Regions from separate parts of the Zea mays genome. Here region 2 is linked to region 1. A link is a contact called in public Hi-C data. All regions are on one chromosome and are shown on one strand. Each heading gives the region's core, a stretch centred on a gene start, on an enhancer-like site or on the middle of the called end of the contact. The rest is flanking DNA. Distances are from core to core; before and after follow the strand shown.

Region 1 (5,360 bases), core at 1,347-3,846:
GTTGATCGCAAGAAAGAATCAACGAAGAAAGCAATCCAAGCGCAAGAGCTCGAAAGAACACAAGCAAATCTCTCTCACTAATCACTAAGGCGTTTTGTGGAATTTGGAGAGGATTTGATCACTTGGGTGTGTCTAGAATTGAATGCTAGAGCTCTTGTAAGTAGTTGAAGTAGGAAAACTTGGATGACTTGAATGTGGGGTGGTTGGGGGTATTTATAACCCCAACCACCAAACTAGTCGTTTGGTGGGGCTGTCTGTCGCATGGTGCACCGGACAGTCCGGTGCACACCGGACAGTGTCCGGTGCGCCAGCCACGTCACCAGGCCGTTGGGTTCCGACCGTTGGAGCTCTGACTTCTGGGCCCGCCTGGATGTCTGGTGGCACACCGGACATGCACTGTAGAGTGTCCGGTGCGCCACTTCGCGCGTGCCTGACTTCTACGCGCTCTGGCGCGCATTTAATGCTGTAGCAGGTGACCGTTGGCGCCGAATAGCCGTTGCTCCGCTGGCTCACCGGACAGTCTGGTGTACACCGGACATGTCCAGTGAATTATAGCGGAGCGAATTCCCGAAGCTGGCGAGTTCTAGAGTCGCTCTTCCCTGGGGCACCGGACAGTCCGGTGAATTATAGCGGAGCGCCTCTGGATTTTTCCGAAGGTGAGGAGTTCAGTGTGAAGCCCCCTGGTGCACCGGACACTGTCCGGTGGCACACCGGACAGTCCGGTGCGCCAGACCAGGGCACACTTCGGTTATCCCTTTGCTCTTTTTGATGAACCCAATCCTTGGTCTTTTTATTGGTTAAGTGTGAACCTTTGGCACCTGTATAACTTATACACTAGAGCAAACTAGTTAGTCCAATTATTTGTGTTGGGCAATTCAACCACCAAAATCATTTAGGAAAAAGGTGTAAGCCTAATTCCCTTTCAAGCACAGGGAGAAGTACGGCTTCTTCGAGACCACCAACGGATGCTGCAGGACATCTTCTTTGTCTAGCAGCACCAAGGGAGGAGTATGGCTTCTCCATCTAGCAGCACGTCTTCGACAGCTACCAGTACCAATCCACACGTGGGAGAGAAGACGTGGAGCCGTGCGGAGCCAGATTTCAGGGCTCCGGCTCCCAACGTGAAAACATGCTCCCGCTCTGTATATGGAGCCGTTTTTAAGACGTCGTTTGGGAGGGATCCGGCAAGGAGCCAGAGCTAGAGCTGACTAGAAGCACTCCCAAACAGGCACTAAACTTTAATCCTAGAATTAATGGAACCAAACATGACCTAAACGTTAGTCCATGAACTAAACTTTAGTTCTAAAACCAATGGAACCAAACACGGTCTAAAACTTAAATTGTAACTGGAATTGTTTTTGTTAAACTTGTTTTAAAAGGGCTGAGATGCTCTAGAAGAGGAGACATTCAGGAGTCGATGACTTGTCAAACTGACTTCAAAGCTAGTCTGCTCTTCTCTTCTGTTTTGACTGTTGTTTCGTTGGGTGGATTGGTCTAATAGACTTGTTTTTTTTGGCTTGCGTGGGCTCAATACTTCATATCTCCTAAATTATTTTTATGGGCCATCTGCAAAACTATAGATTCTATTGGACAGTGACCCATCTCTATCCCTATTCATCACCTAAACTAGCCTGTTGTCCATACTTTGCTACGGATCCGTACTTTGCTACGAGTTTTATAAATCATATAAATAGATATTAAGATATTTATTTAAATATAATTATTGTTCATTTCTAAATACAAAGGTATGTGTGGTATAGTGGTTAGCTCCAGATTTCTGGAGCAGTGGGCGTGGGTTCGAGTGCTCGGTCTGCACTATTTTTTGATATAATTATTCTTTATTTATAAACATTAAGGTATGTGTGGTCTGGAGTGCTGGACATGTGGTCCATAGGGTAGTAAATGAGAGAGCGTTGTGTGGGGCCCACAGGACACGACCCCAAGGCGAGGCGCGTGGGGCGGGTACAGAGTGTCAGCGCCGACGAATGACATTTAGATATATTTTGTGATGGTGGCATTAGAGCACAAATGAAGTCCTAAATTTTTAAATATAGAACTCAAGTCATAAAAATTGTCTCCAACAAGAGTCCTAATTTGCTATTTTTTGTCAAATAGATTAAGAACTAGGTGGTTGGGGTCTTAAATATAGTACTCATCGACCTGGGTCCTATCTTTCCATTTTCCTCTAAACCAACCGATGGAAACTGTTGTTGAAGTAAAAAAAAAAGACGCCAAGATTTTGACGACAAGGATAAAAACCAGAAAACAATTTATACATTGTTAGAGTTAAAAAATTATTTGAGCCCTAAACATTTTAAACAAGGTCCTATTTTAAGTTTTAGGGCTCTTGTTTAGACTTATGGTTGGAGATGCTCTTATATGATATGATAGCTTTGGTATTGTGATGAAATACAATAGACGCGGAATAGTGAATGGACCCTTTTCATGTTTCACTCATGGATCCGGTGCTGGTTGCTTTGGGTAATTGGGCTCACGTGAACTTCGGCCCGAGTTTCTACAGAGCCCAGGCGGAGGTAGGCCCAGTAGAGTATTCTGGGCAATTGGAGATCAAAACAGCCCAACCACATCACTGCCTGGTGCGGTGGTGCCTGCACTGGAACTCTGGGACTGGAAGCTTCCGCAGTACCGCCCCACTCAAATCTCTCGACACCTGTCCTCTCGGCGTGATCTCGCTCACTCGTGGGCTCGTGGCGACAACTGGGCGACCGACGCCGATGCCAATTGCCAAGTGCCCTGGTCTTGATCGGTCTCTTCGCCAGGTCTTCGCCTCCAGGCCTTAGTCGGGCCCTTCGCCGGCGACGAGCACCGCCAGGCATGCACACCACATGCTCTCCCATTCCTGCTGCGCGGAATTGAGTTCGCTAACCCTAACCTACACTATTTGGCTGTATTCGTATCTGATTTATAATTACAAGTGTATACATGTATTATTCCTACTAACCTACAGTCTCTCTTGCAAACATTATTGAATGTATATGTGTACACCCATGCCCTTTACCAGGTCCGCCTCTGGCTGTAAGTGTAAGTGTGTGATGTTTTGCTTGCCTGAACATGTTCTGATTTGGTTTCTAGGGTCATCTGCTCGTTGCATGATAATCCTGTATTTTGGTCACATAAACGAGTTTGCTATCTATTTCTAGCTTATCTATAACTCCATAGTCAGGCTGATCAAGCTTTACAATCACTGAGTTGCGTGACCGAGTGGATCTTGCTGTGTGCTTTTAGAAGCTTGGAAGTAACAATGAGTATTCTTATTCAGACTTTATGCCTTGCATAGTTTTTGTTTAGCTGCAATGGATCCTGAAAATCTGGCATTGATGTCATAGTATAATAATCTTGCTGAAATCATAGGATCATCGCTTCCACAGGCATTGTTTTACGAAGTAATTTGCCCAAACTCAGAACATTGTTTGAACTGTGGCTCTGCCCTTGTTTGCAACATGAGTACCATCCTTATCCAGCCATTATGACTTGTAGAAATGTTTTTCCAACATAAGTACCATTATGTACACTTCCGACGGTGCATTGGCTGGACAATAAATTTATGATCATTATGAATTTTACTTTCTCTGGTCATACCTGTCATACTCTCTATGAATCTCACATTTTCTTACTGAAACAACAACAGCAATAACATGATACACTGCTATGAAAATTGTATAGCTGTAATATCTATAGCCTTACGGTGGAACGGGTGGATGCATAATTTACGGTTCAATTTGTCAAAGTCGGTAGTGGCCAGTGGGCACAAAAAGAAGCACACATGATTATTGCATGATTCAATACTTGCCTGTTTCTTGATGCATGCACATGGATGGGTATAATCATGCAATCTTTCATGTGCAATTGTGCAGGTGACACCGCATAACATCAATTTATTTTGGGAAAAAAGTTGCAGTGATGAATCATAAATGGTTCACAGGGATGATCCGCTGTTGCTATGTGTGTTCATAGGTACACCCGGTAAGTCTAAATTGATTTCTTTCCTCTTGACGTGCTCACTGAAGAAAAAAAGATCTATTATACATAATTATTAGTCTTGATCCGTTTAATTATCTGTTTGTAGTTGGGCCATTTTATCTGGACTTACAGTTATTTCCTACTTCTCACCTAAGCTAGCTTTTAATGGAAGTGCTAAGTTTACTTCATTGGGAAGATGAAGAGGTGATTCTATCCAATAAAAGGGGTTGCAGAGATCTGTAAATCAAAAATATTTTTATAATATGGTTCCCACACAGACACTGTAAGGGCTTGTTTGGTAAGGGGATTGGAGTGGATTAAGTGGGAAATGAACTAATTTTCCCCGTAATCCCTTCCATTCCAAACAAGCCCTAACTGTTTGGAGGAGGGGGAATATACATAAAATATTGGGAGGACTAGTTAAATTGATTAGGCACCTCATTCTGTTACTTTGCTTCCAACTATTGTGAATCCATGTTATTTTTCAGACCTTTTATAATCCTGTACAGTTAGTCTTTATATCATATATCAGTTAAGAGACACCTCTTCAAAGTGAGTGTATCGTGATCATTCATGTCAATTAGATACTTTCCTCAACCTCCTGTTTACTTCTCTTACTTGGGCCCCATCAATCTCCCTTCTGAGTTCTGACCCTTTGAACACACTACAACTGCAATTGGTAGGTGGTGCTAACCTTTCTGTGGTGACTTCTTCATTGTGTGTGCTCTCTAAAATTGGCAGGAATGCCTCTTTCTTAACTCTATTTCACCTCACTGTTTTTTTAAAATTTGACAACTAAATCTGGATAAGAAGTGATACTCAAGTATTTATTGTCACTTTGCTTCTATTTGAGCTCCTTCAATTATTTGCTGCAAGTCTTTTGCTCACTAAATCATGCATAATGCAAACGATGTTAACAAGTCTGACCCATTGACACCTGCTACCTTGCACAACTCTTAACATTCTATTCTTGTTGACACTTTGCTTCTACTTTGACTTTGAGTGCCTTGAATCATCTGCTGCAAGTCTTCTTTTGGTCAATAAATCATGCATGATGCGAACGGTGTTAAGAGGTCTTACCCATTGACACGTGCCACCTTGCTTTGATGACAGCCAACTGCTAAAGCAACATATACTACACTGCAAAAGTTGATACCTGCAGAGGATAAATAATACTGCTCCACTCAAACATATCTCTATGTGATGCCATACTAATATGAAATTTCTTTTTATGTTGATTTTGATCTTGTGCTTGCTTTATATATGTGTCTTTATTCATTTGTTCCTTGTAATTCTATTTTACCTCCTCTGTAACAAAGTGCCATTGGATGTGTTGAAAGTCATGTTATTGACAATAATATGGTGCATATCATCTCAAT
Region 2 (5,360 bases), core at 840-3,339, 270 kb before region 1:
CCCCTTGGTGGTCCTCTTCCACCGCGGAAAGAACCACCACCACGGCCTCGCCCAAAACCCCTTCCTCCACCACGCCCACCACCTCTAGGTGCTCCTTGAGATTGTCCCCTGTTTAAAGCAAACAAATAAATTAGTAAATAACTCCACACGAGATATAATATAATTATACTGTGAGGCATTAGAAACCTATGAGCACCTTGTTTACTTGTATATATTTTTTCTCAAATGATGCAGAAGAGCTGTACTGCATTTCATTAATCATTGTGCCCACCCCTCTATGCTAGGTCCGCCAAAAAAAGCATGTTTAGCCCCATAGACGACTTAATGCCGTTTTAGACCCTTTTCTTGGCTCCGTGATTTATGGCACGGGTTGCTGCACTTGAGCCTACATGGCGGCTAGCTCAGCGCCACGTGTCCTGTCACCACAACCGATCGTTGACAAGAATGACTAAATTGCAAAAAGTCCTGGCTAGGTCCGCTACCTATTTCTTTAGAACTTCCCCCAAATTTATGATCCATAACACAAAGGGAGAGGATAATCACGACCCTAACACCAGTTGGTGACTTAGAAGTTAGAAGCAACATTTCAACGCAAGCTAGACATGCATATTAAAATAGTGTCGTTATTGACTTAATCATGATGTCATAAATTTTAATGATTATTTAACCACAAGGTAAGAAGACAACAATTAGTATCTTAACAGAGAGGTTTGACATTTTTTCACGATTTCACACAATTTAAATAAGTTAAAACACAAATTGTTTAAATTAGTAGGTGTGAACTTATCAAGTGCAAAAAAAAAAAAACAAATGAATGAGGCATCTTGGGTCCATTTTCACAAAATGGCAAGCAAACAATGCAGCATAAACAACAACGAGCTCATACTTTGGTTGTGGCAGGAAGCGTGAGAGCGGCAGCAATTTCATTGGGTCGATATAGAACTTGTCGCCTTCATTGTACGATGTTGCAATGATCCCCTCCATCATCTTCACAGAGAAATACTACACATACAAAAAAAGATCATATTCACGATAACATTAGTAGCATAGCTAAAGCAGAAATTCCAAAGTTCCCTCAACAAGAGTTGCCTTACTAAATGACACATCAGAATATCATGCTCCGTGTCGTCGTTTTACAGTACAAATGTGGCAACATATCCCAAAATCTTGGTGCACTGCTATTACAACAAGGACCTCACTACAAGACTACAAATATGCAAAATCGCGCACCAAATCCTCACCGTCTCTAAGCAAAACACCTTCAACAAGCTACGCCAATATTATTGCTCTTACCACATTAGAAATGCACCACAACCTCGAGTACCCACGAGGACGTAAAAAAGAGTAGTTTTTTTTAGATTAGGGAGGCGAGGAGGTGCTCACGGATTCGTTGATGGGGCCGAAGATCTCTTCAACCTTGCCGATCTGGGTCTTGTTCTGCAGATAGATGGGCGCGTTGAAGTAGGGCACCTTCTCGTTGGTGAGCTTCGTCACCGCCTCCCCCTCGCACGCGTGCAGGAACGTCGAAACCTCTGCGCACGCCAAGACAGACAGAAACCCCACCAGAAGGTCAGAAAAAAACGAGAATACCAGAAAAGGAGCCAATACCCTGACGGGGAGTGGGTAGGAGTATGGGTGGCACCGACCGACGACCTCCGCGGGCGGGCCCTCGTCGCGGAACCCGCCGCCGAAGCGGCCCCCGCCGCCACCTCGGCCACCACCGCTGAATCGGCCCCCGCCGCGGCCCCGGCCTCCTCCTCCGCCGAACCGGCCACCACCGCCTCGCCCTCTCGGTGGTCGCATGGCGCGCGGTGTGCTTCTGGGCTCAAGGAGAGCTGGCAACCCGGATGCGAGGATGGTCTTGGCGGCGGAGAGGGTGCGATGGAGGTGCAGGGTTTATTAGGGTTTTAGCATGGCGGGCGCGGGGTTTTGGTGTGGTGCATTAGGAGGCTGACAGGTGGGCCCAGGATGGTGGCCGTTGGATCGGTGGTTCTGCCGGGTAGAGGATCAGTGGACGGTGATGTGGACGCCCAGAGTCCTTGCCGTTGATGTGTGTCCTCAAAGATCGCGTAATCGACCGAAGCAAGTGAGGCTGTTCTCTTCACGTGTCTATGACATCTGGTCCTACTCGTCAAAGTCGATCTATCTCACATCGCATGTACTCCATGTAGCCACCAAGTCCAGCCCTTTTTCCCCAAAATCGACTTCCAATCCCGACGAAACCCTAGAAATCCTCCGGCATGATGTCCGCCGCCAATCCGCAGGTCAAGTCCACGCCGCTGCCTCCGCCCGCGGCGCCCACCGCGGCGTCGCAGAACCCGCAGGTCGCTGCCTCCAAGGCGTCGTCCTCTTCGACGTCCGCCGCCGACCCCAACCCAAACAAGCGGACCAACCCGGGCAACGCCGCTGCCGCCTCCGCGCCCCCAGAGCCTACCCCGAGCGTCAACGGGGAGGCCAGCCGCTCGCCTCTGGTCCCCTCGCCGCTCCCTCACCCTCACGAGCAGCACCACCCTCCGCCCGGCGCGTCGCCTCTTCTGCCGCCCCTGCCCCCGTCGCGGCCGCTGCTCACCGTAGCCGCGGTGGAGGCGGTGATAGCAGCCATCCCGCCGCCACCGCGGTACGGGCTGGAGGACCTCGACCGCCGCACCGTCGCGCTCTCTGACGGCACCGTGCGCACCTACTTCGCTCTCCCGCGCGAGCCGCCGCCGCAGCTCCGCCAGCCGCCGCCGCCGATACCCGCGCATCTCTTAGCGCCGCCACCGCCCCCACTGCCCCTGCCGCGCCCGTCCCTCGAGCGGTGGGCTCCTCCGCCACCCATGCCTACACTCCTGCCCGCTGCCGGGCTGCTTCCGCTGCCTGTTCCGAAACGGAAGTGGGAGGATCAGGTCAATGGTGTTGTGCCCTGGGAGTCCTCCGTAAGCACGCTGCAGAAGAAGTCTGAGGCGCATGCTGCGAAGCAGATGAAAGTGGAGAAGCAGGTGAAGGTGGAGGAGACGGGGGTGGACCCGAAGGTGCTGAAGAGCGCCTTTCTTAAGATGGTGAAACTGATGAATGAGAATGAAGCGGATAAGAAGAATTACTGGGCCAATGGGAAGCTTTCCCAGCTGAAGTGCCCTGTATGTCAAAGGTATGCTGAAAAATCTGAAAGCCCTGTTCTTGTCTTATGTCCGAAGATGCTTATTTGAGTGTCTACAACCAAGAAAATTAAAATGTTCATGCCTAGCGTGATACAACATATAACACTGTTTGATGAACATAACTTTGTCGGTAGTATCTTATTATACCTGGCCATCAGTGCCTAGCTGTGGTCATATAGCCCCCCCCCCCCCCCCCCCCCCACACACACACACACCGGAAAATGCTCTTAGGCTATTTAGTTGAAAGAGAACCTTTCAGATTATGTGACATGTCTATACATCCTATAGTGTGTACTTGTGTAGGCCTGTGAGGCTGTGACTATGAAGGGAATCTATGGACCATTCCTTGTCCAGAAGTACTAGCTATGGAACACCTAGTTGTAAAACCTTATTTATTTTAAAAAAATTGTATTACCAATTAGTGTTAGATGATCTTTACAGTTCAAAAGACTCGTCATTTTTTACCTTTGGATTTACCATGTCATGACACGTCCTCAGATTCTCTTTATTTCTGCTACATTTGGTATTTTGTGCAGAATCATCATTCCCCTATGTTTGCTACTGTATCTAAACATTTCTCATGTACATGTAAAGTTTGCTATAAATGAAATAATTACAGTTGGTGCTTTCCGTGTTCAATTTGTACAATAAATGAATGATACTTAGGTAGAGAGTCAATTTAAAATGAATTGAAAACAAGGAATCAATAGATGGAAGAAGGACAGGCTTGGCGCAGTGGTGAGAAGCCTTCCCACTGAGCCAAAGGTCCTGGGATCAATGCAGCTCTCTGCAAAATGCAGGGGTAATGCTTGCCTCGGTTATTTCTTGCCTAGGCCCCACTCATGTGGGAGTCGCCAGCACAGGTGTGTTTTCAAGTCGTCCGATTAATCGCGATTAGTCGTGGTTAATCGTCCAAGTCGGTTTGGATCAATCACGATTAATCGCCCAAGTCGTCTGATTAATTGTGATTAATCGCCCTAATCGGTCAGCCAGAACGACCAGCAAGTTGTCCGACTTGAAAACATTGGTGTGTCCAATCAATAGATGAAAGGAACATGGGTAAAAAGTCAATTAAAATTGAATTTAAAATAAGTAGATCTTGGCTAGCCTTTGGTAGCAGGATTCCTAATTGTTACAGTATTATACTTGATGTGATAGATAGGTTTACTACAGGGTGAAACCTTCACCAAATAGTTTATGCAGTCCATGCTTCTTGACAAGGCTAAAGCTCATACTAGGATTTTTTTTGTTGACACAGTTAAAGCTTATACCAGGATTTTTTTTTTGAGTTTTTGAGAAATATGGCAGTACCCTTCTGCATCTGCCCTCTGAATGGTTTTGTTAACTGGCCTTCTTTTACCTGTTTTGCTTATTTTTCTTCTCAAATGGGAATTGGTTTTGTATCAGATGATGCTCTACACAATGGAGCTATTCATGTGTTTATTCAGTAACTGACCTTCGTTGTTCAATATTTTATATATATACAATAGCAACCCTAGTATTGCCAGATGTCATCTACCCTAATTTCTTCTTGATTTCACAAGCAACTGGGTTTGTATGTTGGCTGGTCAAGCCTACAACAACTCTTCTCCTGCACTCGTCTTTTTTCTGGCTCTTGTTTAGTTGTTTTGTCAACTCTAGCCTGCCCTAACTTGCTTGGGACAAATGATTGTATTAAGTTGCATGCACCAACCAATTCAACCCAAAAGCTTAAGCTGATAGGAGGAGGTGGGCGATTCACTCATATTATATTCCAACACTCCCCCTCACGTCGCCCATTTGTGGTGTTCTTTCCATGAATTCATTCATGGTTGGTTTTTGTTTTCTTGCCTTGTCATTACTGCCTGGATTCCTGGAACTATGTTGTTCCTCTGCAAAGCAAACTTATTTTTTCCCTACTTGGGTAGTTTGGTTGAATCCCATTTTTTGAACAATTATTATGGATGTATATTGATCCTTTATTTTGCTCTTATGTTTCGAAAATGTTTTCATACTAATTGTACTTTCCTGATTTCTTTTCTGAACCATATAGTTCACACAAAATCAGCTATAAAACCATGGTTTTTCTAAGAGTGGCATGGATTATTGTCTGATGACAATGTTTTATGCATAAGTTTCATTTGAAGCGATTGTATGCATGGTTTGATTACAGGGATTCTGTAGATTTGCATGCACTCCTCAATCATGCATACTATGCAAAGAATCAGGAGCATCGTGCTGATC

Evidence for each region. A called contact is a pair of places that touch in the nucleus more often than the background predicts.
Region 2: a contact with region 1 is called in a Hi-C map of ear, with 2.6 times the contacts expected there. The contact joins the promoter of LOC100276768 here to the promoter of LOC103654523 in region 1. A contact is called at or near these places in 2 of 25 Hi-C or Micro-C datasets (ear and tassel).

Annotation. Positions count from the first base shown.
Region 1 is chr4:207,617,044-207,622,403 of Zm-B73-REFERENCE-NAM-5.0, reverse strand. It overlaps LOC103654523, which reads left to right and starts at 2,596. Exons shown (of 3, transcript XM_008681352.3): 1 at 2,596-2,833; 2 at 3,876-3,984.
Region 2 is chr4:207,889,577-207,894,936 of Zm-B73-REFERENCE-NAM-5.0, reverse strand. It overlaps LOC100276768 (XS domain containing protein expressed), which reads left to right and starts at 2,089. Exons shown (of 3, transcript NM_001150482.2): 1 at 2,089-3,127; 2 at 5,290-5,360. The coding sequence starts at 2,241. LOC100273853 (putative H/ACA ribonucleoprotein complex subunit family protein) reads right to left here and starts at 1,883. Exons shown (of 4, transcript NM_001365801.1): 1 at 1,647-1,883; 2 at 1,384-1,532; 3 at 887-1,002; 4 at 1-108. The coding sequence starts at 1,803.